Regions from separate parts of the Mus musculus genome. Here region 1 is linked to region 2. Evidence: chromatin contacts called from public promoter capture Hi-C data. All regions are on one chromosome and are shown on one strand. Each heading gives the region's core, a stretch centred on a gene start, on an enhancer-like site or on the middle of the called end of the contact. The rest is flanking DNA. Distances are from core to core; before and after follow the strand shown. Region 1 has its middle 11 kb from the start of Pebp4. Region 2 holds the start of Tnfrsf10b (tumor necrosis factor receptor superfamily, member 10b).

The links. Promoter capture Hi-C pulls out the DNA fragments that hold promoters and counts their contacts.
Region 1: a contact with region 2 is called in a promoter capture Hi-C map of pre-B cells, with 2.6 times the contacts expected there. The contact joins the enhancer-like site here to the promoter of Tnfrsf10b in region 2. A contact is called at or near these places in 1 of 39 promoter capture datasets (pre-B cells), 1 of 15 datasets of contacts at CTCF or cohesin (large pre-B cells), 5 of 484 Hi-C or Micro-C datasets (B cells, CD4 T cells, double positive thymocytes and 2 more), 4 of 115 datasets of contacts at active chromatin or transcription factors (double positive thymocytes, embryonic stem cells and pancreatic cancer cells) and 2 of 9 other capture datasets (adipose tissue and liver).

What each region holds. Positions count from the first base shown.
Region 1 is chr14:69,827,311-69,831,511 of GRCm38.p6, forward strand. No RefSeq gene overlaps it. Among named protein-coding and RNA genes, the nearest start is that of Pebp4, 11 kb to the right of the region's middle. Within about 2 kb of position 2,166, at least 89 of the 459 cell types and tissues checked have an H3K27ac peak or open chromatin away from gene starts, as enhancers often do. A contact at or near this core is called in B cells, double positive thymocytes, germinal center B cells and 1 more, where this site is marked.
Region 2 is chr14:69,765,530-69,769,830 of GRCm38.p6, forward strand. It overlaps Tnfrsf10b (tumor necrosis factor receptor superfamily, member 10b), which reads left to right and starts at 1,943. Exons shown (of 8, transcript NM_020275.4): 1 at 1,943-2,262. The coding sequence starts at 2,131. 4930480K23Rik (RIKEN cDNA 4930480K23 gene) reads left to right here. Exons shown (of 3, transcript NR_130157.1): 3 at 1,536-1,584.

The DNA.
Region 1 (4,201 bases), core at 916-3,415, 62 kb after region 2:
TATATATATATATATATATATATATATATATTCAGAGGCTTAAAACATTCTCATCTACCTTGATCCAAGGAAGCCTAATAAAATCTCAGGAGATGACCTCAGTCGGGAAATGTTCAGTGACACCAGCGATGGTGGAGAAACAAACCCGCCAGTGTGAAGGGAGAAGTTTACATGAATGGTGGATGTCTGTCCATCCGTAGCAGTGGATGTCCTAGTGTGTATACACATACACCAGCTACATAATGGTTAATTGTTTATCAGTGGACTCTCGAGCAGTTAGGAAAAGCTCGCCCACAAAGAAAAGTACAGAAATGTATACTAAAGTTATTTCGACGTGTCAAAATTATACATCTTAACATTTTTATTTTTTCTGCATATTTAAAAAAAATATTTTCCAGATTTAGCTTGGATGTGTCTCCGTTAGGGTATCTATTTCTGTGAAGAGACACCATGACCATGGCAACCCTTATAAAGAAAAACATTTAATTGGGGATGACTTACAGTTCAGAGGTTCAGTCCATCATCATCATGATGGGAAGCATGGCAGCATGTAGGCAGACATAGTATTGGAGAAGGAGCTGAGAGTTCTCCATCTTGAGCCACAGGCAGCAAAGGGGAGTGTGTGCCACACTAGGCCTAGCTTGAACATAGGAGAACTCAAAGCCTGCTCTCATAGTGGCACACCCACTCCAACAAGGCCACACCCACTCCAACAAGGCCACACCCATCCAACAAGGCTACACCTCCTAATAGTGTCACTTCCTATGGGTCAAGCATCCAAACACATGAGTGTATGGGGGCCATACCTATTGAAACCACCACAGGTAGGAAAGTATCCCATTCAGATTGCACCTACACAAACCCAGGTGGTCTGGCCGACTTCACACCCAGGCCCATAGTATATATCATGGTTTGGGGTCTATTCCTGCAGCGTGCACTAAGGAAGCAGTGCATGCCTGAATCAAGCACAAGAGAAAATAGCAATCTGGAGCTGGGGTAAACCCTGGGACGTGTGAAGCTGTTGCTGGCAGGAGTCGGCACTCTTTCTCACAGACAGCTTTGCGAGTGGAAGGAGTGTGCTTGGAAATAGTGATAAAGCATAGGGCAGTGAACACATCAACGACTTAGCAAGAACGGTGGACTGAGCCGGGCATGCCGCTCACACCTGTCACCTCAGCATTTGGGAGATGGGAGAGGAGGATCACAAGGCTACAGGGCAGAACCCAACCAAAACAAACCGGTCCTTGTTCAGTCAGGCAGTAGGCTCACATTTGTAATCCACTTGGAAGGTTAAGGCAGGGGAATCACAAGTTCAAGGCTAGCCTGAGTTACATAATGAGTTGGAAAGCCAGGCAGGGTTATATAAGGAGACCTTGTCTACACACACACACTCACACACACACACACACACACACACACACACACACACACAGAGAGAGAGAGAGAGAGAGAGAGAGAGAGAGAGAGAGAGAGAGAGAGAGGAGATCTGGGGAGGAGATGGCTCAGTTAGAAACTGCCTGCTATATAAACATGAGCCTAAGCTTGGTTCCCTAACCAAAATAACCAAAAGCACTTGCTGCTCTTCCAAAATACCTAGGTTCAATTCCCAGCACACGCATGCTGGCTTTCTCTATCTCTAGTCCCATGGGATCTGACACCCTCTGCTGAACTCCATGGGCACCACGCATGTATGTGGTACACACACACATCCGTGCAGACAAAAAAAAAATCACTCATATGCATGAAATAAAAGAAATCTAAAAAGACATATGAGGTAGCTTGAGCAACAACAATTGTCGTCTGTCTGATGACTGAGGAGACTGCTGAGTGATGAGGGAACAGGTAACTTATACACAGAGGACTCCGTGGGCAAAAGGATGGGGTAAATCCTGGATGAGACAGGGGCCAAGCGAAGCGGGCGTTCAACTTGCTGTTCTGGACAAGGCCAAACTCAAGCTCTGCAGTTTTTCTTCTCATCTCCTTGTTCAGCTCTTATCTCCTTGACTCCTCTCCTGGGTCACTAATGCCCATCAAGGAAAACTCACTCCGTGTAACAACTCCCAGAGAGTCACGTCCTCACTTCTTGGGGGTGTTTCCAGGCAGCTCTGCTGGGACCCATGTGACCCACTTTGCATGCATGATAAACTCAGTATTTCAGTGCCAGCCATGCATGAAAGCTTAATCCGTAGCCTGTACCCTTCCTTGAATGTGATCTCGGCACCCTCAAGAGGTGTTAGGGAAGTCTTCATTCGGTCCCTTTGTGATACAAACTGGGTAGGAGGCTGATGGCTGGACCTGGTTGCGCTATAGAAAGATGGGTGTGGGGGTTGCTTGTGGGCCTCAGTGAGTGGGACAGCAGGACTTGACTCTTGGGAGGGAGAAGGAACATGAAATGTGGATTTTGGGGGTCAGCAGTCTGGGGTTGCACACTGGGTCCCTGGAAATGGGATAGGTACATCTAGAGACATCACAGGAAATGGCTCAGGTGACATAACTGAGAAAAAGGACACACCATACACTTAGTAGGTGTGGTGGTTTGGTAGGAATGGGCCCCATAGATTCATATGTTTGAATGCTTGGCCACAGGGAATTAGGAGGTATGACCTTGTTGGAGGAAGTATATCACCATGGCGTTGGGCTTTGAGATCTCCTCTGCTCAAGCTATGTCCAGTGTAGCACACAGTCTCCTTCTGCTGCCTTCGGATCAAGATGTAGAACTCTCAGCTTCTTCTCGAACACCATGTCTGACTGCATGCCATCATGTTTCCCGCCACAATAATGGACTAAACCTCTGAAACTGGGAGCTAGCCCTGATCAAATGTTTTTCTGTATAAGAGTTGCCATGGTCATGGTGTCTCTTCAGAGCAATAAAATCCTAACAAAGACAGTATAGATGAATTCTTGACCTCGCCTCTTTTATTCACAGGCCTTCAAGGTAGGAGGAACCTTTGAGTCCTAGCTCTGTGTCTAGAACCTGGGCAGCCACTTCCCAGCAGTCCCTGCTCTGCTCCCACTGGTCCTGTGGTTTTATTATGAGGTCAGGAAGGGATTTCTAGTAGAGGGTTGCATAGCCCGTGACTACCCTGCTGGCTATATTTCACAGGCTCCCACCAATCCAGCCTGGTCTCTGAGCCTTGCAGGCCACAGGGAACCAAAGCTTCTTTCTGACCCGGGCAGCAGTGACTATAGGATTCTCTTTTTGCAAGACATGAGGAGAAAAATTAGAATGTGAAATTGGGCAGAGGCCTAGGCCTGTGGGAGTTAGGGGGAGGCCACCCAAACCTCAGCTTTCTGTTGCCATCTGGGCCCTTGCAGGAGACCTATAGACCACTTGAGAGTCTCCCCCTCTAGAGCTGCAGGCTCCATCTTGTCTATTTGTCTCACCCTTAACACTAAAAGAGACACAAAGAACCCGCAGGCCACCCTGCACCCGCACCTTGCCTCTGCCTTGTGACTGTGCTTAATATAGGCCAAACGAAAACAGCTCCCAAAATAGAGCTGCTCTGAGAGGCAGCTGCGGCTAGGAAGCACTCCACAGAAAGAAAATGTGCAGGTGACAGGGGAGCCTAGTTCTCCTCAGGTGTTACATAACCCAGGCTAGGAAACTGGGGCCCTAAATCAGTAGAGGAAAGAAAGTTTGCCCTGCCCCTCCAGGGGCCTTCTCCTCCCTCTCCCCCAGACCACGGGGCAGCTCCACTTTAAGGGCAAGGAGGGAGTTGGGCACAAGGTCACCCTTCAAAGCATCCCCAGGGAACCTGTCATGCATGCCTAAGTGGTCACATGACTTCCTGAGTTGGCTAGGAGCCTCAGAGGAGTCAGGTGACTCCCAGAAGGGTTGGTGCCTGGGGTGGGTTTCATCTGACCAAAGAGGTGGGGGCAGGAGGGGAGGAGAGGAACAAGATGGTCAAATGAAGCAGCTGCAGCAGCAGAGGCTGCCCCGTGGCCAGCAAGCTCTGGAATCTGGAACAGCCTCTGGCTTAGCATTTTTCATCTTGTTTCAGCCAGGAGGAGACTTCAATCATGCAGGAGAGCTGCCTCTTCCCTTCACTCATCTCTCCATCCCTTCAGTGGTCCTTTCATTGCCGGAAGAAGCTCTACTTCCGGCTGACCCTACTTCCGGTCTGACTGAGGCCCTCCTTGGCTTGCTTTATACTTTGCCGGGGTTTTCTTCTTCCTCAGCTGGTCCTCCTCAGTTCTTGTG
Region 2 (4,301 bases), core at 693-3,192:
TCTGGTATTTCCTATGGTCTTAGGTAACCCCTGAGAACAGCTGACACATGGTGTTGGTTACAAAATCTCCCTACCTCCACCTTGGCAATAGATTTGACTTCTAGGGGTAATCAAGGCAGAGTGCAACGTCATTGTCTTGTTAATCTGGGCCTGTGTTTCTGGCCAGCTCTGGCCAGCCCCAGTTACAAACACATCCTTATACACTGTCCATCTGCCTCCTCCTGGCTGTTTTGTACAGTGAATGTCTCATAGGACTCAGAAGGGAGTAATGACTTATGGCTCTATCTCCTAACCCTGGGAGTATAGACCAAGCACACCCAGGAGAGGGGGTCGTGATCTCACAGGTTGCACATGGGCCACTTACAGCCCCATCCAGTTTCCAGGTATGTCCCATGATACATCAGCTTTTGCTCATGGACTCTCCCTCCTCTGTGGCCTCGTGGGATCTGTGCTGAGAACCTAGAAGGCCAGCTGGCCACAGTGTCTCCAAGCAGCTTCGAGCTGCTTCTTGTAATGCTGGCGTCATCTGAGCCAATTGGGGAGAACTCGGGTGATTAGACAGAAGTTAGATTTTTCTTTCTTTTGAGACAGGGTCTCTATTATGTAGCTGTAGCTGTCTTGGAACTCTCTATGCAGACCAGGCAGGCCTTGAACTCACAGAGGTCCACCAATCAGAAGATACAGGTTCTTAACAAACCGAATACTTTATTTTGGTACTAGAAAGCTTACAGAATTATGTCAGGTTTTAAGCAACTTACTTCTTTGAAAATATGCATTTCCCCCCTACAAAATTTTGTTTGGGGTTGTGGATTAAGAAGTAAACTGAGGCAAATGTGATGATGTTTGTTCAATGATATTCTATACTGGAAATCTGGAGGCCTGAAGCATATGGAAATTCAAACTCTTGTTATAATTGGTTTGCTTTTTCAAGACAGGGTTTCACAACATAGTTCTGGCTGTCCTGGAACTCAGTATGTAGACCAGGATGGCCTTGAACTCACAGAGATCCACTTGCCTCTACCTCCTGAGTGCAGAGATTAGAGGCACCAGTACACCTGCATGTATATGTACGTGTATATATGTGTGTATATATTATATAATGTGTATATGTGAGATATATATGTATATACATATATATATGTGTGTGTATAAATGTGGAGAGAGAGATTGATTGATTGAGATTGTGAAATTACCAAAATGCACTGATGTGGGTAGATGAGGTCATCTATTCTTTTTGTTTGTTTGTGTTTTGTTGGTTTAGGTGTGTGTGTGTGTGTGTGTGTGTGTGTGTGTGTGTGTGTGTTTAAAGACATGGTTTCTCTGTGTAGCCCTGGCTGTCCTGAAATTCACTCTGTAGACCAGGCTGGACTCTAACTCAGAGACCAGCCTGCCTCTGCTCGTGCTAGGATTGAAGTGCTTTACCACCACGGCTAAGTGTGTTCAGTGTTCCAAACGTTACAGAGACACGGATTGATTTCGCTTCTGTTACTGGGGTGAGACCATCCATTCTATCATTTCCTTTTCTGTGTTCTCAGATACTGCCTGGTAGCATACAACTGTAACAAAAACAAATTCAAGAAGAGGAAGAGAAGAAGAGAAGGAGAGATGAAGGAGACAGAAGATGAGGAAGGAGGAGTACTCACTACTACAGACATCTTCAAGTCGGCTCCTCCAGGGACACAAGCTGAAACTCAAAGGTGAATATCATATTAGTCAAAATATGAAGGGACAGGCAGACCTTTGAGTATTACGAGTTGGTTTTTTTTTTTTTAATAAGCATGGGCGTCTCCAACCACGACCTGACAAATATAATAAAAGTGGTGTGATTCTTTAAAAAAATAAAAGTTGTTCAGATTCTGTCCGGCGACTGCTCCCAAGTTTTCATATTAGGTAGGATCGGGGTTGGACGCGTAATCAAGCTCCTCCCAAGGTGGATTTCCCCACCCCTGCCCGGTGCGCGCGCAAGCCCGCGGAGGTTGGAGGTACCACTAAGCGTCAAGTCGCCGCGACAAGAATCCAGAACTTTTCTGGGAGTGAGGAAATCCAGAGAACTTTTTTAGGAGTGAGGGGACAGCCATCCTTCGTGGCTTTTGGGAGCTGAAGCCGCAGGGTTTCGGATGAGCTGACACCATGGAGCCTCCAGGACCCAGCACGCCCACAGCCTCTGCCGCTGCCCGGGCAGATCACTACACCCCAGGCCTCCGGCCACTCCCGAAGCGCAGACTTCTATATAGCTTTGCGTTGCTGCTTGCTGTGCTACAGGTGAGTGTGGCGCGACTGCGGTGCCCGAAGTGGGAAGCCGGCCAGGAAAGGAAATGGCAAGGAAATGTCCTGAGAGCCGGGCGCGCACGTGCGTGTGGTGGGAGAGGTCTGACACTGCGGGGGGTGGGGGGGACACGACTCCGCGGGGGTCCAGGTAGGCCTCAACAGGGAAGCCTAGAAGGTTCGATGGTGGGGTGAGAGGGTTGGGGGGGTGGAGTGAGAGGGGGGGTGGAGTGAGGGGGGGTGGGGGACCCGAAGGTGAGGTGGGTCAGGACTGGATGGGGAGGTGGGCGGAACACTCTAGACTGGGAGGATGTGAGGCGCCGCTCTGGTAGAAAAAGGTCCTGACGGTAGATGAGAGGTCCTCAAAGATGGTGGGAAGAAAGTTCTGGCGTTGGGTTGGGGCTTGTGGAGATGGCACGCGAGGGGCGTGGCGAGCAGCTGACCCAGCAAAAACGCACCAGGGCACCCAAGGTGGAGCAGGGAAAGGGAGAGGGGACAGTGGGCGGAGGAAGGATCCAGTTACCCTGTAGGATCCTAAGGACAGAGAAGGCCATGGTGGGGGAGCCAGGTGGAGGGGGCTGTTGGGGGGAGGGGGTGGAGACCCTCCCTAGCTGCTGGACATCCCTTTCCAGGCAGGAAAGGAAGCCTTGCCTGGTGTTAGCTTTAGCTGCCAGAAAGTTCTGTTCAATTTCCGCGTCACATCACTGACTGTACTTTTTCCAGTTTCTTGGACTCTGCAACTTACTGGGCTTAAAAAGAGTAAAGGGGCCCTGAAGAGCCTAGAATCGGGCCTTTCCCCTTCTGCCAGATGAGATTGTTGAGGGGAATTCCAGTGTCTTGGAGTCCATTGTTTCTAACTTCAAATAGAAAGGCACACAAGTGTCTTTTTAGAGACACTTATTGTATATATTCTTATATTATATTCTAGACTCATTTCCACCAGGCTGGACACAGTTCTCCACCTTCTGTTTTAATACTTCACTGTTGGGCTGGAGAGATGGCTCAGCGGTTAAGAGCCCTGACTGCTCTTCCTGAGTTCAAATCTCAGCAACCACATGGTGGCTCCCAACCATCTGTCATGAGATCTGATGCCCTCCCTCTTCTGGAGTGTCTGAAGACAGCTACAGTGAACTTACATATAATAAATAAATAAAATCTTTAATCTTCTTTAATCTTCTTCCTCCTCACTGTTGAGGAGGAACATGCATATGTCTGAAAAATAAGTAAGTAGAACGAAGGAAGGAAGCAGAGTTAAGATGTGTTCAGGTAGTACCAGGCAGCCCTGCCTATGGACCAGCGTGTTCATCCTCTCTTGGCTTCTAGTTACTTTTAGTATCACTTCTTTAGCTATTTGGGGGGAAAAAAAGAATAAGAAGAAGAAAGAAAGAAAGAGAGAGAGAGAAAGAGAGAGAGAGAGAGAGAGAGAGAGAGAAGGAAAAAAAGAAGAGAAATGAGCAGAATAGTAGTTGAGAACATGGAGAAATGGGTGGAGGGGTGAGCTGTTACTTTAATGGTTACAGACTTAAGAGTTTTAAGATGAAGGGAATTCTGGGCTTTGGTTACAGGACAGTGTGAACACAGCAGTACAGGCCTTTTTGTTTAAAATGATTACGGTGTTAGTTTTACCTAATGTATACCTGAATGCGTGTAAAAAAATCTTTGTGCACACTTATCTTGGGTTTCATTCCTGTGAGGAAACGCCACGACCACGAGCAACTTATAAAGAAAACATTTAAGTGGGGCTGGCTTACAGTTTCATGGGTTTAGTCCATTATCATTATGGTGGGAAGCATGGCAGCATGCAAGCAGACTTGGTGCCGGAGGAGCAGAGAGTTCTACATCTTGATCCACAGGCAGCAAAGAGACTGTGTACCATACTGGGTATAGCTTGAGCATAGGAGACCTCAAATTCTGCCCCCACAGTGACACACTTTCTCCAACAAGGTCACACCTCCTCCAATAAGGCCACATCTCCTAATAGTGACATTCCCCATGGGCCAAGCATTCAAACCCATGAGTCTATGGGGGCCATACCC